2 separate regions of the Mus musculus genome follow, and region 2 is linked to region 1. The links are chromatin contacts, called in public Hi-C maps. All regions are on one chromosome and are shown on one strand. The core of a region is the stretch at or near the end of the contact, and the rest is flanking DNA. Distances in the headings are between cores, read along the strand shown.

Region 1 (2,997 bases), core at 230-2,729:
TCTCATAATGGGTATTAAATCCATCAAACGGTTTTTCGTGTTTTCTGACAAGTTGAACCTCTAATTTAACTTCTAATTTCGCCTCTATAAAATGTGACTCTGTTAATTTGATGACTTATGCCTTGCACAGTACTTCCGTCCTTGACTCTGTTTCCAATTCTATGGCATCAGGAGGCAACGTCTCATGTACCCCAGGAAAGGAAAAAATTAAGTAAAACTGCCAAATAAAAAATCGCTTTATGGGGAAAGGGATCATTAATTTAAGGAAAGAGACAAACCAGACTTTTCTAGTTCGTATCCAACTCACGGCCCAAGGTCAGAACTGTAAAGTACAGCACAAAGGAGCTATTCAGGAGCTGGCGAAGAGGACTTGGGACGAACGTTGTGCACAATCCGCGCTTTGATTTTGCAGTCCTGCTGGAGGGGGGCTGGTGCACGCTTGTGCACGTGCGTGTGAATAGTTATGGAGGAGCAGCTGGTCCTCCGAGAGCTGGGCGTGGATCTATGCAATCAGTAGCTCTCTAGCGAGCCGCTTGGGGTGCACCTGGGCGCTACTGGAAGGACAGCAATTCACTGTACCCAGGAGGCACCGAGTCCCGAGGGGGAAGAAGACCTGCGGACCCGCACATCATGCCAGCAAGTCCTTAAAAGGGAACACCTGCATGCACGAGGTGTTCAGCGCAGGTCCTCGTTTTTCATCTGGTTCCTTGCAGGCACTCCCTCCCACCTTGGACAAAAAGGATCCGCCTGATAGTACACCGGTAGGAGGAAAGCCGTTCATTCTTTAGGTTTGGACTCCCACCTCCTAGATAATCCTTGGAAAACAGTGGACTGTAACAGTGGATACAGGGGTGTGATCACAGGCCTCTGAGTGCCGGGCTATTTTCAGGTCCCAGTTTAAGATAGTCTGTTTCGATTGGAGCCTAAAGTCAATATAAACAAAACTAGATAGATCTGAGAAGAGAAGCAGAGGTGCTCCCCTGCCCTCCAAACATAAATAGCTTTTCATTTCTCAAAAGAGAAGGAGGAGGGGCTTGGTAGAAAGTCGACAAGAAAGGTGAGTCGGGTCTCCTCCCAGTTTTCTTTTCCTACTGCCCTGGGCTGGGTGCTCACAGCTTTACAAGGAGCTGCCTGCCTAAGTCTAAAGCATAGAAGGCGGGAAAGGGACAGCACATAGGGGCTTTTCCTTTTCGTTTATCTTTTAATCCTCAGCGCTGGGGCCTGTTTTCGGGTTCCCCCGGCTTTCTGGGTCTCTGCGCCCCACCTCCTTGCCAGCTCGCTCGCTTGTTCTCCCCACCCAACCCCCTCAGCCATACCCACCCGCTACACCCCATTCTCGGTGATTTGCATATTTCCCGCCCCTCTCGGAAACCATTGGCATAGCCCTTGCCCGGCGTGGCTGATGATTGGTGAACCGCCCGGGTGTATTTGCATGCGGGCCGCTCCAGAGGACCTATCTGTGTCTGTAACCCGCGCCCCGTAGAAGTTTGTGGAGCGCTTTCTCAGCGGCTGGTCCCAGACGGACCTCGGGCGCCTCGCTCTTCGGTGGCCGCCCCGTTTTCTCGGGATTCTTTCTGTGGTGATGGACTCTCCGGACGCTCTGTAAGGGAAGCTGAGAGCTGGCGGCGCGAGTTCAGAGGAGGAGGGCTGGGAAGTCCGTTCGCTGACAGCGGCGCGACTGAACGCGGACGGCGTCGGGCTCCGGCCGGCTGAGAGCTTCGCCTACCTTCCCGCGGCCTGTGCGCGGGCGATGCTGCGGCCCCGAGGCGCGGCGCGGCGAGCACGGAGGGCGCCTCCGAGAGCCTAGAGCTGGTTTCCGCCCCCTTCCCCCGGGGCAAGTGGGCATGGAACAGTGAGAGCCCCTCGCTCGGCGAGGCCGCGCGCGGAGGCTCCCCCATGGCCGGGACATACAGCTCCACATTGAAGACTCTGGAGGACTTGACCTTGGACTCCGGGTATGGGGCCGGCGACTCCTGCCGCTCGCTCAGCCTTTCGTCTTCCAAGTCCAACTCGCAGGCGCTCAACTCTTCGGCGCAGCAGCACCGCGGGGCGGCCTGGTGGTGCTACTCCGGCTCCATGAACAGCCGCCACAACAGCTGGGACACGGTGAACACAGTGCTGCCCGAGGATCCCGAAGTGGCCGACCTCTTCTCCCGCTGCCCGCGGCTCCCGGAGCTGGAGGAGTTCCCTTGGACCGAGGGAGACGTGGCCCGGGTGCTCCGCAAAAGCGTCGGCGGCCGGAGGCTGCCCTCGTTCTCCGCCGAGGCTGTGAGACGCTTGGCCGGACTCCTCCGCCGGGCGCTCATCCGCGTGGCCCGGGAGGCGCAGCGCCTTAGCGTGCTGCACGCTAAGTGCACCCGCTTCGAGGTGCAGAGTGCGGTGCGCCTGGTGCACAGCTGGGCGCTGGCCGAGAGCTGCGCACTGGCAGCGGTCAAGGCGTTGTCCCTCTACAGCATGAGCGCTGGGGATGGGCTGCGCCGCGGCAAGTCGGCGCGCTGCGGCCTCACTTTCTCCGTGGGCCGCTTCTTCCGTTGGATGGTGGACACTCGCATCTCCGTGCGCATCCATGAGTACGCGGCCATCTCGCTAACGGCTTGCATGGAGAACCTGGTGGAGGAGATCCGGGCCAGGGTGCTGGCGAGCCAGAGCCCAGATGGCGGAGGGGCAGGAGGTGGAGAGGTATCCGCTGAGGCCTTGGAGATGGTCATCAACAACGACGCCGAGCTCTGGGGAGTCCTGCAACCCTATGAGCATCTCATCTGTGGCAAGAACGCCAATGGTAAGCACGAGGGGGGTGTGGGTGAAGGGAACCTTGACCTACAGGCTGGGTGGGCCACCCCAGGAGTGGATTTTCTTAGGAGCAAGCTGTGAAGTGAACCACCGGAATTCTGGGAGAATTCTTAAGTGGAAATCTTGTCAAAGGTTGTTTTAGGTGTCTAACTTTTGAGGATAAAGTTGTGGTTAGTGTTCTGTTGACTGTACACTAATTGAGTGAGA
Region 2 (2,997 bases), core at 186-2,685, 1.3 Mb after region 1:
TAAAGTGAAATAAAAAGTTCACTCGTGTCGTTTAAATCGTTTAGAAACCTGGTGAGATCACATAGGTACAAGGCTTCCTGTTGGTAGCTGAGGATGAAGTCATTACCAGCCAGGATTTCCCTGTTCTTGGGTCAGAAGCTATACCTACTAGATCGAGTATTGTTTAGGGGAGGCGGTTTTTAAAAAGTACCCCGCTCCCAAAGCCAGACCACGCCTTCCAGTTATCATTCGAATGTGACCATTTCAAAGTGTAGTACTGCTACACATTTCTCGCGAGCTTAAATAGCAAACAGGAGTCCCCATTTTGGGGTCTACTGCCCATGCTGGAGAGCCGCACTATACAATGAAGTGGAGACGGAGAAGCATGCTTTGGGTCTTCGACCTCTAGAGCCTTCTTTGACCACCAGCCCTCAACGCTTCCCAAAACTCAGTCACCCCCAGACACTGAAAGCCAAGAGGGAATCTTGACTTCCTGCCGTTGTTAAAAGCAGAGGAAACCCAAAAGCAACTTTGAACGCGTGGAACACTACATCACTATAAACATATGTCACCCAGCCCCTGCTTTGCATTCGTGTCCCGCCCTGGGGGTTCTCTTGCAGCCCAGTCATCCCAGGACCCCCAGTGTCAGCGACACGGCCCCGCTCCTCGTCATGCCCTGCCACCGCCCTCACCTTCACACTGCCGAAGCCCCCAACACCACATTGTCGGCCACCCAGATTCCAATACAATGGAATGTCACTGCCCAGGACTCCGCGGCGCCCCTTTAGGCCTCCCCGCGGAGTCAGTCCCGGTTCCCCAGATACCGAGGTCAGCCCGGAGCTTAAACTTTACCATGTGGGAGTCCAGCACCGAGAGGTGACTGCGCCCCTCCATCCCACCCAACCTTCCCTTTCTGCCCCACGCCCCGACCCGCCCCAGGAGCGAATCCTGCACCATGCGCCCCCTCCCAGCCGGGACCACCCGCCAGGAGTTGTCCACCGCCTCTCCCGGGAGCAAAGAAGGGCGCCTCGAAGGCTCCCCACCCGGCCTGGGCCCCCGAGAGGGGCGGGCACAGGCCCCGGCGCATCCGCGGCCTTTCCTGGCCCAGTGAGACCCCGCGCCCACCCTCTCTACCTGGCCTTGAGGCTGGGACTGCTGCCGCTGCAGCTGGGGCTGGAGGCGGCGGCCGGGACCCGGGCTTCGTAGGCCCAGGCGGGGGCAGCGGGCTGCGTGGCGGCGCTGGCGGGGGGCGCGGGAGGCTCAGCGAAGCCCGCGGGCGCGTAGTGCGCGTCCATGGCGGGGGCTGAGGCGGCGGGGGCGGGCGGGAGGCGCGGGGAGGAAGAGGCGGTGGCGGGAGCTGCCCCTCACATGGCGCGGCCGGGGGGCGGGGGCGCCTGGGCGGGGGAACCGGGCTGCGGCGGGCGGGCCTCGGCTCGGACGTCAGGAGAGCGGCGGCGCCTGCGGCCGGGACGCGAGGCGGCCACAGCGCCCGCAGCCCGGGCGCCCCATGTTGTTGGATTTCCCAGGATGCACCTCCCGCGCCCTCCGCCCGCTCGTCGCCCCGCCCCCCTCGGCGCCCCGCGCTGCTGGCTGCGGATTCGGGAGCCGGGCCGGACGAGGGCTGCTCCGTGGACGCCCTAGCGGTGAAGAGAAGGCCTACGCGCCGGAGCACCCGCATGGGTGCGGACAGGAGAGGGCTTGCCAGCACTGTGCCTGGAGTTCGTTACTCTGCGCTCCCGGGTTCTTTGAAGGAACTCAAACACTCGATTCCCGCTTGTGATTTCTTTCTCTGCGCCCCAAACCACAGACAAGGGACTGTTGCTTTGCAGTACTCGCTTCCTGCCCAAAGTTTGCTGGGCTTAGAGGATCTGGTTCCTGCTTCCTGGGGGAGATTTCTATTCAAATTGATTCAAATTCAAACGAATTTTGCAGCCCTAGCTGAATGGGCCTTTCCCAGGGGCACTTATTAACTGTCCCCACCCCCCACCTTGGGGATTTTCTTACTCTGGAGTTCAGAATCTTCTATCCCAAGATAAATACCGCCTCATCATTGATTAGTCCAACTACCATCTGGATGACTTTAATTACAATACATTCGAACTCACTATGCACTTTGTTGGGGCTCTCTGCTCAAGATGTTTAATCTCTGCAAGACTCTACCCAAACATTGCCTTATCGGACTTCTAAGCTGTGTGGTGTGAGTAATTTGATGACTTTGAGGTCGTGCCTACCCGAACTGTTTCTCCTTATGAGTAATGAAATTCAGGGATCATATGAATCGTTTGGCTTGTGATCCATAAGTTGAAAGTTAAAACTAACCGTGAAGCTTAGATTTAATGACTATCTCTCCTTTTAAAAAAAATCAATATTGGCTTAACACCTATCACGTGCTTAGCAAAGAGATCTCTCAAGATAAAGACTAGCACAAAGGTTTAAGCCAATCAGACAGGCGTAACGGAAGACCTAATAGAGCTGATACTCTCTATCTCTGGTGACTATCTAAACTTCTGTAATACCTGCCATTAGATCTGCCATCCCCTCCGAGACTGATTTTGTTCTGAGACTATGTTTTCCTCCTGGCGCCTTCATTCTTTTGTTTCTATGCTGTTTTTAGTGAAAAACCTTCTGCACCTGTGACTCTTGCAGCCTGGTCCCCCGGTGGGGAAGAAAAGAAAGTAGTGGTAATTTACAAATGAATTCGAAGGTGTGGACGCAGTAGACCTTTCCAGTTTTATGTTAATCTCATTAAGCATTTACCTAGGATATCTTTGGAAAGTGGTTTTCCTTGAGGAAGGAATTTGCCAAATCTCAGATCCAGCTGAGAAGTACGGCAAATATCCTCCTCCCTCTACAACATTTACTTCCAGCAGACTGGTGATCTGGAGTCTAAATGAAGCAAGTCTTCACAACTAGCTAATATATTTATAAGTACTTTTGTGAGCACTAAATTTTTGTCTCTGTGGAACGTGTGGGAAACGGAGTGGTATGCTGTAAATGTTTTATAGAATTTAGTTGGAG

The links. A called contact is a pair of places that touch in the nucleus more often than the background predicts.
Region 2: a contact with region 1 is called in a Hi-C map of uterus, with 4 times the contacts expected there. The contact joins the promoter of 2310047K21Rik here to the promoter of Abtb2 in region 1.

The regions. Positions count from the first base shown.
Region 1 is chr2:103,564,831-103,567,827 of GRCm38.p6, forward strand. Abtb2 (ankyrin repeat and BTB (POZ) domain containing 2) reads left to right here and starts at 1,480. Exons shown (of 17, transcript NM_178890.3): 1 at 1,480-2,779. The coding sequence starts at 1,897.
Region 2 is chr2:104,815,487-104,818,483 of GRCm38.p6, forward strand. It overlaps 2310047K21Rik (a long non-coding RNA gene), which reads left to right and starts at 1,436. Exons shown (of 3, transcript XR_003953885.1): 1 at 1,436-2,997. Qser1 (glutamine and serine rich 1) reads right to left here and starts at 1,210. Exons shown (of 12, transcript NM_001123327.2): 1 at 1,114-1,210.